Regions from separate parts of the Mus musculus genome. Here region 2 is linked to region 1. A link is a contact called in public Hi-C data. All regions are on one chromosome and are shown on one strand. Each heading gives the region's core, a stretch centred on a gene start, on an enhancer-like site or on the middle of the called end of the contact. The rest is flanking DNA. Distances are from core to core; before and after follow the strand shown. Region 1 has its middle 12 kb from the start of Gm31363. Region 2 has its middle 3.1 kb from the start of Gm26761.

Region 1 (5,799 bases), core at 2,414-4,913:
TTAAATAGCTCTGGAGAGGAGGGAGGGGAGAAATGAGGTGTGGGGGACCTCCTTGTGAGTGACTAACTCCTTACTTAGGAGCTCAGTGATTAGAAAGGAGCCAAGATTAACAAGTGGGAGGAATTCTCTTTCTCTCTCTCTCTCTCTCTCTCTCTCTCTCTCTCTCTCTCTCTCTCTCTCTCTCTCTCTCTCTCCTTCCTCCTCTACCCCCAATGCCTCAGGCTTTTCCTGTCATAGCTGCCTTTATGTTGAGTGAGAAACTCTTTCTGAAGATCACATATTTCCAGAGACCTTAAAGAGCAAGTCACTGTGAGACAATCTCTGATGGCAGAGACTGTGGCATCTCTTCACCAGTATCTGTGCTAAGAGAGACTAGAACTGAGACATGTAGTCTAGGTGGACAGCACAGTGGAGGAGGCCAAGAAACAGCCACCAATCTGCTCACCCCTCAGGTTCACCATTTGAGCAAAGGGTCTAGGCCCCACCTCCTTACAGCAGGGCTAAGGACAAGACAGGAGACACAGAGTACAAAATTGCTTTTCACAAATGCCGGGGGGCCGGTGGATGATGGACACCTAAGCAAGCTCTTGCTGACTGACAGACACCTGAGTGACAGCCGGTGCCGGAGGACAGCACTTCCCAGCTTTGTTAGAATGCCCCTTCAGAAGCTAAGGCGTGATGGGGACAGTCTTCAGGGGCGAAGATTTCATTACAAACATCAAACCGGTTGAACACTGTGTTCTGACCAGAGAGCTTCCTCTCTCTCTCTCCTCTAATGGAATGCCTGTCCCATTTAACATGATATGTCTGTTATGGGGCCTCTAATTAAAGACTTGTGAGAAAGATGAAGTCATTATGTCTCACCTTAGGAAGAACTTGCATTACTTAGTGTTTTCTGTGGAAGGCCCTAGGGAACGTCTGTCTTCTCAGACTTGGCAAATGTGCCAGTCTTCTAAACTGTTCTGCACAGGATAACCAAGATACAGAGGGTCTGGGGCTCTAAGTGCCCCTGTCAGCAGCAGCACTCCGGGGCACACAGAGCTTAATCTGGGGCCCTAAAAAGAATGAAAAGAGAAGGATCAAGGGCCATCAATCTCTAGTTCCTGTGGAAAGAGCAGGCACATTGCTCCTGCAGCAGGTGACTCCATACGCTGTGTGGGAAAGACAGGGGGAAGGCAAATGAAGCGGTTCTGAGGAGCAGGGAGAGGAAGAGACTTCACCACCATGTTTGACTTGCACCTATCATATAGAAAATAGCCTGACTTGGGAGTCAGGCAGGGCTGGACTAGAGAGGTGGTGGCTGGGCTAAGGGGGGCAGGTGGGGCTAGGGAGGCAGGGGCTGGGCTAAGTAGGGGAGGGAGGGTAGTTAAGTTATTGGGAAAGTTCCAGAGAAGCAGGAAAAATGCAAGACACAGAAGTGAGAACTGGTTGACTTTTCATTCACCTCAAAATTGTCTGTAATCCCCATCTCTATAGGTTCTCAATAAGTGTCCACAGCGCATGGCATTTCCTGTCGTGCAAATTATACCCCAGCTGTGATTTCTCTTAAACTAGGATTCTGCAGGAACAGGGTTCCCTAGACCCATGCAAGCCCAGTGCATTAGAACTCAGACATTCTCAGAAGATCCAAAAAATCACATTCAGCAAGGTAGAAAGGGTATGTGTGCGTAAAATCCCTCACTCTGGGTTGATTTTTAGTTCTAGGCTAGCCTGGACTATACAAGAAAAACCAAACCCTATCTCCCAACAACAACAACAACAACAAAAAAAAAAAACCACATACACAATTCAAATAAACAAACACAAGGTGTTTTAAGAGTGTATTAAGGGTGGGTATAACTTTGGAGTCTTGTTTTGGAGGCTACACTGTGATAATCCACAGTATTGCTTATAAAATATGCTTTGATTGGTCATTTAGAAACGTGTCATATTGCGACTATAATATTTGATACTATGGGAGGCCTTTGCCTTGATGGACTATGAGACTGATTTTGATGGTTCTTTTGAGTCCTGATGATCAACAGTTATGTACTCCCCAGCTCCATTCCCCCCACATCCTGGACTGACTTGGCTATTATTTCTATTCAGTACCAAGTAAAAAATAGTATTTAAGCAAATTCCCTTTCCCTTTGAGATTCAGTAATTCATCGTCTCTTGTCAGTCACCTGTGTCACCGCGGCACGCATCTCCTTTGTGTTTCCTGAGTGTTTTTCTTGGTCATTTGCCTAATGCTCTCTGAGCACCTCTGTGTATCTGTCTTGTTCCCAACTATTCAGCACAATGTCTGAGCTTATTATGTTTTGCAAGAGAGATGAGAAAAGACTGGGGATTAGAACAGGTGACTCTCATGCTACAAAGGATTGTGCGGCCACTGTAGAGATTTAGGGAGTGTTAATAAGGGCGGGGGGGTGGGGTGGGGACAACCAGGCATAGGGGTATTATTGCCTGTAATACCAGCACTTGGTAGTCGAAGGCAAGAGGATTAGAGGTTCAAAGCCAGCCTTTGCTCCAGGCTGGCCTGAACTACATGAGACCTTTTTGTTTGTTTGTTTTAAAAGAGAGAATGGAGAGGAAAGAAATGACAGGAAGAGAAAAGGAAGGAAGCAAAGAGGAAGGAAAGACAGACAAAAATTGGCATCATTTCTAAATCATGTTTGATCATCTTTAATGATTTCATGGTGATCTTACACATCCACTTTGGTGTGTGTTCGTGTGTGTGTGTGTGTGTGTGTGTGCGCATGTATGCCTCTATGCATGCATGTTCATGCATGTGTGCATGCATGTAACTAGAATGAGATGGTAGACTTGCATATCTCAAAACACATTTAACATGTTATTAAAATTCTTTATAACATTTAGTTTTTAACAGTCAGCACTTTTGTTTTGTTTTTTAACTACTTTTTTGCACTCAGTTTGCGGGCCACTTGTATCTTGGAGCCATTACAACAGATTTTACAAGGAGTATCTTTTCTTCTCTCTTTTTAATTTTTTTACTTTTATTTTTGAGACAGCATTTCTCTGTGTAGCCCTGGCTGTCCTAGAACTTCCTCTGTAGAGCAGGCTGGCCTTGAACTCAGAGATCCATCTATCTCAGCCTCCCAAGTACTGAGATCAAAGGGGTGTGTCACAAAGGCCTGGCTAAGGAGATGTCTTTTCAGGCATAGCTTAGAGGCTCGTCCTGTAGCTTACAGTCTTTGAAGTCAAATTGCAAGTCAATGAGAGTGGTAAAAATGTGGAAGAAACCGAAGTGATGGCTCACTTCTGTCATCCCAGCATTTGGGAGCTTGAGACAGGAAAATCATGGGGGTTCCAAGCCAGCCGGAGCTATACAGCAAGACTCTGTTCAACGAATAAACAGAAAGGGAAATGTCTATTTTAGTTTTGTTCCAGGAAGTTATCCATCTACTTTGAGTTTTCTGAGTGACCTTCATTAGGACATCCTACATTATGTAGATTGAATTCTGTGTCCTTCTTTCTCAGGCCTGAGTCATTAACCCCAAGGTCGCCAGGCAAACAGGTGCACTCTTTGAATGAATCACCCAGCACAGATTTTTTTTTTTTTCTTCTATCAAAATCCCCAGCAAGCTTGGCGCTTCTCGTGCCCAGTTCCCCTCTGTCTTACCCATGGATGCTTACAGCTTGCCCTTCCTGTTTTCTGCCTCCTGAAAGATGTGTGTGCTTTGAATCACACTGCCCCACGCTGCCAGCTCTCATCTGTTAGATCCTGTCCTTAAGTCCAGGGGCATTTTCCACTGACAAGTCTTTCATTAGTTTCTCTCTCCAAGGGGTTGTAACACCTTGTCATCTGATCATCCTGGCCAATCTCCCGCAAGACGATCGTATCATACAGATCATTAATAAGGATGAAGTGTGTGCACCCTGAGTGAGTGAGCTCCCAGCCCCGCCCGGCACTCCACCCTGCGTCAGTTTCAGCCCTACGCATCCTGACACTTCTGTGCTTTCTAATTTCAGTTCACGTGACCAATAGTGACTTCACGAGCTGTACTCTGCAGTCAGAATCTCCTGCAGGGCCTGCATCCCTGTCACACCCCTGATCCCCCTTCCCCACCCATAGATGCCCTGGATGACTTGCTACAACTGGACTCCACCGGGTTTAGGAACCTTGTTGGGTAAGCACAACAGGAAACCTTGAGATAGGAAGTGAGTCAGGGAGAGCTCTCTTAGGGTCCTCTATAAATGTTGTTACAGGATGGCCATTGCTTCTTTACAAGGCAGCCCCTCCCCCAAGCCCCCAAATCCACTCCATCCTTCTCAGCCCCGGGGATGGTAAGAGCCCTATTGGATATCACTCAGACTTTCTTCCACCCTCTGGTGGCTTTACTACACCCTGGTCATTCTTATAAGACATCCTTTAAACCCTCCTGAACTGAGCCAGCGTGAACATGCCATCAGCTCCTCACTAAAATTCTGATGGATACACTACAGCATCTGACCAGCCCCAGGCTAATGCCACTGCAGGGCTGGGCTGGCCACCACACCTGCCACCTCTGCTCCCAGACATTCAACACTGCTGCCAAAACCCTGTGGGCACCCAGCCTCCCTTCCTCTCAGATCCACAAATGCTCGGCGATTTTGGAGTTCTTACATTTGTTAATATAAAAGGGCTTTGAAATTCTCCTGGCAAGAGCAGACTTTTAGTGTTCCAGTATTTTCCATGTATTCACTTAACAAATATTTGTTGAACTCCTCCCATGTGCCAGACACCGAGCTAGACGGCAAGCACACATCTGTGGGCAAAGCAGACTCCCATAAGGTTGTGGGAAGGAAGCCGCAGAAAGTGCTGGCATGTCACGATGGCCTCCTGCAACACAGGGCCTGAGGAATGTGTCCCCAATGGAGGATGTGCCAGTTCCTACTGGGGTCTTATCTTCAACAGGTCATGATGTCCCAAAAGATCTTCTGTACAAGAATATACAAAAGCAATTCTCCCTCCAAAAGTTTCCTTTAGCAAGTGTGTGGCAGGGGGACCAGCTTCCATTTCATCAGCTTCAGGAACTAAGGGGCCCATTAGCTATGGCAGGGCTGAAAGGGTTTTGATACTTCATCTTGCCTGCCCTCTTCCTGTCATCTTTCTGTGCCTGTCATCTGCTCTCACCTGATCCGCCCTACCTGTTAGACAAGATGTGTGTGTCCCAAGATGCCTACGGCAGCCTCTGCTTCCCTCTCCGCCTTCTGGCTCGGTCTCCCTCCCACCCAGTTCTAGATGCTGAGCCTTGGACTCAACTATGTCCAAGGGTATTCCCACTGCACCTACAACAGGCCATCCTTCCCACCCTTCTGGGTCTTTGACTCCTCCTGATGAGACTGGATTGAGAACTTCATTTGGTTTTCTGTGTTCCACTAAGGATTCCTGTTCTTGGTTCTGGTTCCTTAAAGCCCAACTCCCAGACCAGCTCTGGATAATTCCCTCCACTCTGGTCCAGCCCGAAACTCAAGGTTCCCTCTCAGTCAATCCCTCATCAGCTTTTCTTCAGAAGCCCCAGGAAGCCCCTCTCCTCCCTTTCCTCTGTCCTCTACACACCCCTTGCTGCCTCTCTCCATTCCTACCTTGACAAATTTACCCCTCGGTCTTTCTAGCAAAACCTAATGGTGTTTCTTATTTCGAAAATAGGCATTTAGTGCTGGGAAGATTGCTCATGGGGTAAGAGCACTTGCTGCAAAAGGAAGAGGGCCTGAATTAAAGTCCCTAGCACCTACATCAAAACTGGACCTGGCCACATGAGCCTGTAACCACAGTGTGGAAAGGCAGAGACCGGCAGGGCAGGTCCCAGGAGCTGC
Region 2 (5,799 bases), core at 881-3,380, 260 kb before region 1:
AAAAAAAACTTAAAATTTTTTTTTCTGGGACTGGAGAGAGAGAGTTCAATGGCTAAAGGCATCTCCTGCCAATTCTAATAACCAGGGTCCACAGGGTAGAAGGACAGAACTGACTCCAAATTCTCAGAAATCCCCATACCACTGTGACATGACCAACACACACACCCACTTTCACCTTCTCACAGTGAGTATAAATGCACAATACACACACACACACACACACACACACACACACACACACACACACACATGTGCGCGCGCGCGGCAGCAGGTAAATCCCTTGGCACTCTTCTGATTTTATTTGCTGAATCCTGGATGCTTAACATAGAAGACTGAGGGAAGGGTACCAAGCATGCATGCCTGGTCAAAGCAGGCATGAGTGGATGGTTGTTGTGTCTTGAAAAATTCCAGCACAAGAGTAACTCCACCCTTCCTTCTGCCCCTTAAGAAGCAAAACAAAATAACAACGGAATAAATAAAACTAACCAATCCTGGCTTACACAACCTTAGCTTACCAATTAAAAATTGGTTCAGACATCAATTCCTTCGAGAGCTATCAATAGCTTCAGCAGGCTGCTGGCTCTTTTTTGCATCTCTGGTCCGCGTCTTCTCTCTCTATTCCCCATCTTTCCACTCCCAGATTGCCCTTGCCTCCCTCGCACTCACAAGTGGACACATAGTGGACACAGACTATAGTCTTGCATAGGTCTCTGTGAGCATTTATTAAACTTGAGCTTAATCCTCCTGTAGGCATTAGGAGGAGGCCTTTGGACACAGAGAATGGTTGGTTTCCTGAAGCAATACCTTGGGAATTTGTCTTGGGATCTGAGGGGGTGATATCCGAAGTTGTTATGTAGATCCTGATCTTAGGGAAATTGCTGGAAGCCTCTAGTATGCACAGGAAGCTTGGGCTCTTGGCCCAATCGGCTCAGAGTCTAAATATTTGGAAGACGAATACTTGGAAATACATTTAAACATTTAAAGCATTTTATTTGTTTTTGCAGTGATTCTCATTGTGAGTGTGATACGATCCTTCAGCAAGGCTGTAGCTGCTGCAGATGCAAGCCCGGGCACAGGCTCCAGCTCAGGGCTTGGAGGGGAGCCAGAGGCGCATGGCTATTGGCTAATGCCCACACCCGGGGTTGTTACTCCCATCCCTTGCCTTCAACACCTGCATCTGAAAGTCATACTAAGGGTCTGAACCAACTCGGCAGTAAAACTGGGAATGGACCACACACACACACACACACACACACACACACACACACACACACCATTTTTCATACCAATCATTACATTACACATTCTGTCAGTGCTGAATGTGTCCTGTTGTCACCAGTTGTCCTCCCAAAATGTCCTGTGGTCACTCTTTCTCTCTGACCAACCAGGTGACACACTTTTCAGCAAGTAGATGTTAAGAGGATGTAAACTAACATGAATGCATTAGGTTATGTAAAACATAATTAGGGAGAGAAGCAGCCCGCATGTTTACAGGACTCAAGCAATGGAATTTTCCACATTCTTTTAATATCTACTTGCACTGTAGGACTTAAATAATATGAACTGTTGACCTGGACTGATCACATTATCTAGATAGTAGCCAAATATCTCCTTTGCCTACTTTGCTGTATCATACATGGGAGTGGGTATTTGGCTTCATTTCTGAAGTTTGTAGAAAGGGGTGGGGCAGGCAGATGGGCTGAGGTGACTGTGGGTGTGCACCTGGCCTTGGTAATTGCTGTGGTACTGAGGTGTCTCAGACAACAATGATAATAACCATCTCTATAGAATTGGGGCTGCAGTCTCAACAGTAAAAATTATATTAAACTGGGCTTCATGCCCAGACTACCGGCTTCAAATAAACAATGTGAGGAAAACATTTTTTTTTTGGGAGGAGCTAAATCAAGCGCTCAGGAAGCCAAGGGAGACAGAGAGGTGCTCCAGTCAAGGAGAAACACTCCCCCCTGCTCACAACACGCCACCCAACATTTGCATGATCAAGTCAATTGACTTGAAAGTCTAACCAGAATCCCATTGACTGTCCCTTGCGCAACCCCTCCTATTGTCAGGCTGCTCAGGGACCTTCTTACTGCTTCCCAAGCCGAGTGGAGCTTGCAAGCGTAATTTCCCAGCCCTCTGGGTTGAAGGCTCCTGGTAGAACAGTGCATGTCAGTGTCTCTCCCAGCACGGCTGTGTGACGTAGATGAATGCGGGACAGGCCATCTGCTGTTGAAGAGGGTGACAGACAGAGTCTGCTCCATTGTGGCAGATGACTCCCCCAGTGCTGGCCAGCTGGCTTAGAGTAGACCAAATTGGACAAGGTAACTGATGTCCAGCAACTCTCTGAGGGAACTCTCTTCTATGTTTGTATTTATCTCTGCTTTCAGACACACACAGACACACACGCACACACACACACACACACACACACACACACACACACACACACACACACACACACTTTTCAAAATGAGAAAGTGTATTCTATTGACAGAGCAAGAGCAGAGACCATGGATAGCTCCGGGCTATGGAAGAATTGGTGGCACTGCGGACCCTGCGGCTAGCTAATGGTTTATCTCTTAATCCCAGCACTCGGGAGATAGAGGCAGGTGGATTTCTGAGTTTGAGGCTAGCCTGGTCTACAAAGTGAGTTCCAGGACAGCCAGGGCTACACAGAGAAACCCTGTCTCAAAAAAAAAAAAAAAAAAAAAAAAAAAAAAAAAAAAAAAAACCAAAACCAAAACCAAAACAACAAAACAAAAAACCCAAAAATACCCCAAACAAACAAACAAACAAACAAACAAAAGAGCTAACTGGATCATGGTTTTACCCTCTCCCCTCCTCCTCTCTCTAATTCTAGAATTTTCACAATGAACATCTAAGACACTTGTCATGCAAATCTTCCAGTTTGGGGACTTTTCTGTTTTTGTTTTTTCTTTCTCTTCTCAGTATTGGATAAGGAACCTAAGGCCTTGAACAAAAGGGGCAAATGTCCTACCAGAGTTCTAGATGTGTCTTCAGGAGGCAGAATCTCACTAAGTAGCTTAAGTTAGCCTTGGACTTGCTTCATAGTCTAGGCTGGTCTTTAATTTTTAATCTTTCAGCCTCTGTCCCCTGAGGGCTGCAGTTTTCAGTGTGTGCTACCATGCCTAGCTGTTCCTAGGACCATCTGGCTCAAGACTTGACTCTTTTCCCTTCCAGGTCTCTAGACTGAGGACCTGTCCTTGCAGGCTCCAGCAGCCTTCAGACTTGTCAGCTGGTTTCCGGGTGGGTCTAGCCAGTGTGAAGCCCAGGACCTGGAGAGCAGCAGGAAGGGAACGGGCATTTCCCCTCTTCCTTTGTGCAGGGGTGGGATCCTTGGCAGCTTCTGTGGCTCTTCTATGAGCTCTCACCAGCCCACACGATTCCAGCTTCCTGTGAGCGATGCCAGCCCCTGGGCTCTCGTCCCATGGCTTCCCCTCTTTGTCCCTCCCTCCTAGGAGTGGCAGCGACTTCCTGCTGTGGCTAGTCTCAGGATTGCTTCATCCCCTCTTGTTTGCCTTCTGGGTTTCTTTTCATCTCCCTGCATTAAATTTCCTCTGTTTTAAATATTCAGAGCGGCTTCTGTCTTCCTGGTTGGGCTCTCACACAAAGAAACAAAAATGTACTTAAAACAAAGGCGAAGGCGGCCAAAGAATTCAGGGGAACAGGAGTTGAGAAGAAATGGAAGAAACAGGATTTCACAGAGCCTGGCAGAACACTGGATATCCAGCAGCCGGAAGGAGTTCTGTTTCGAGGCATGCATATTCAAATACAGATACTTTCCTTGAGGTCATCAGCTCCCGAAGTAAAGGCGAACCATATGCTAGATAAAGGAAAGAAGAGCAGGAGAAAGGTTTTGGGTCCTAAGACACAAGTGCCAGTCCACGGCTCGTAGTGGATGCTGTGGATGGCTACAGGCTCCGTTCTACCCCGTCCCTCACGGCAGAGCAGCTGTGTTTACATGGGACTGGTCCTGCCTTCAGCTTCTGGGTTGTGGCCTTGATTGGCCCTGGTCATGGGCTCACATGTGGACATGTAGGTCCGTGCCACTCAGTGTGTGCCATCCCCCTGACCCTCGGTAAAATGAAAGCGAAGAGGTAATGCCCCTTCAGAAATTAACTTTCAGTGGCCACCTTTCCTGTTTGTTTTTGAGACAAGGTCTCAAGTGGATACCTAAAGGGGACCTTGGCTTCTGATCCTCTCACTTTTGTCTCAGAGCGCTGGGATTACACGTCATCACCGCACCTCATTTACATGGTGCTGAGGGTTTAACCCAGGGCTTCATGCATGCCAGGTAAACTGTTACCAACTGAGCTACTTCCCTAGCCTCGCTTATTGCTTCTAATTAAAAATCAAACAAGCAGACAAACAACAACAACAACAATGAAACCCCACAAAACAAAACAAGATAAAAACACTAAAAATTAAAAGCTGGCATAAAAATAAAGGCCAATGGGAGACAAACAATGTAGAACAGAGACGGCTTTCTGGTCAACCTGTGCCTGAATCCCGCCCCACCAACAGACTCTTCCTGTTACTTGAACATCTACATTCCTTTTGCCATTTAGTATCATTTGATATGAATTTTGATTCTCTCCACAGAAGATATACAACAATGTGATTTATTGGCTGTGTGTCTTTGGGTCAGTCACTTAATCTTTCTGATCCTCAGATTAGTTATCTAAAGGAATAGGAGGAAATTGTTTTGTAGACTTGTTTGAGGGGTGCTCAATATGAAAATGCTCTCTGTACACTGTAAGCTATTATTTGAATATTCTTATGACTGCATGCGCACTATATTTCAAGTGTTAATGTGGTCCAGTACACACTCCCCCTACCAAAAAAGTGTGCCAACTCTCATGAATGCAATTCTGTTAGATCCACCTCAATGCCGGATTGTGAGTGTCTAAGATGGGGCACCAGCTGCCATTATTCCTGTATGGACAGTTCTAAGTAGTTTATGTTTGAAGTCCCAGGGCCATCTATCTAATCTTGAAAAGGTTTATTTTAAACCCCCTGTCAAGTGGAGGTGACTGGCTAACTCTCCGTGTGACACTCACACATTTCCTTGTAAAAGTGTGTGGTTTGCGCTGCCACCTGGAGCTGCTTCGGAAAGTGGGTGTGTCACATTCCTCTCCCTGCATGAAAGTTCAGGTGTGTCCAGAAAAGACCTGCTGGCCAGCTCTGCCCTCGAAGCTGCTCAGAGTTTCTGCTCAGAAGTGGCTTGAGAGCCTGAGAGAGGCACGTAGGTATGAACTTTTCAAAGGGTATAGCTGAACTTTTCAGCTGGGTTTGTCATGCAGCTCAGTTGATAGAATACTTAACCAGCACGAACACAGCTCTGGGTTTGATTGGCTGTGCTGAGTAAACCAGGCGTGGTGGGATGAGCCTGACACTCCATCACTTAGAAGGTGGAGACAGGAGGATTAGAAGTTCAAGATTATCCGTGGTTGTATAGTAGGTTTGAGACCAGCCAGCGCTATATGAGATCCTAAGTCTAAAACAAAACAAAAATCAAAGAGCAGCAAAGGACACCTTGGGAAGTAAAAGGATATTTAACTTTGTTAAAGACCAGCATCCCACTGTAGTAATAGAATATTAAAGGTAACCATTTGTCTTAGGGTTTCTATTGCAACAAAAACCCACCATGACCAAATAGCAAGTTGGGGAGGGAAGGGCTTATTTGGGTTACACTACCACATTTGCTGTTCATCACTGAAGGAAGTCAGGACAGGAATTCAAGCCATGGAGAGATGCTGCTTTCTGGCTTGCTTCCCA

What was found. Hi-C and Micro-C count contacts between places; a contact is called where the count stands out from the background.
Region 2: a Hi-C map of epidermal suprabasal cells shows a contact between it and region 1, with 3 times the contacts expected there. The contact joins two enhancer-like sites. A contact is called at or near these places in 2 of 484 Hi-C or Micro-C datasets (epidermal suprabasal cells and myocytes) and 3 of 115 datasets of contacts at active chromatin or transcription factors (embryonic stem cells and pancreatic cancer cells).

The regions. Positions count from the first base shown.
Region 1 is chr5:64,436,720-64,442,518 of GRCm38.p6, reverse strand. No RefSeq gene overlaps it. Among named protein-coding and RNA genes, the nearest start is that of Gm31363, 12 kb to the left of the region's middle. Within about 2 kb of position 3,663, at least 52 of the 459 cell types and tissues checked have an H3K27ac peak or open chromatin away from gene starts, as enhancers often do. A contact at or near this core is called in epidermal suprabasal cells, where this site is marked.
Region 2 is chr5:64,699,587-64,705,385 of GRCm38.p6, reverse strand. No RefSeq gene overlaps it. Among named protein-coding and RNA genes, the nearest start is that of Gm26761, 3.1 kb to the right of the region's middle. Within about 2 kb of position 2,130, at least 142 of the 459 cell types and tissues checked have an H3K27ac peak or open chromatin away from gene starts, as enhancers often do. A contact at or near this core is called in epidermal suprabasal cells, where this site is marked.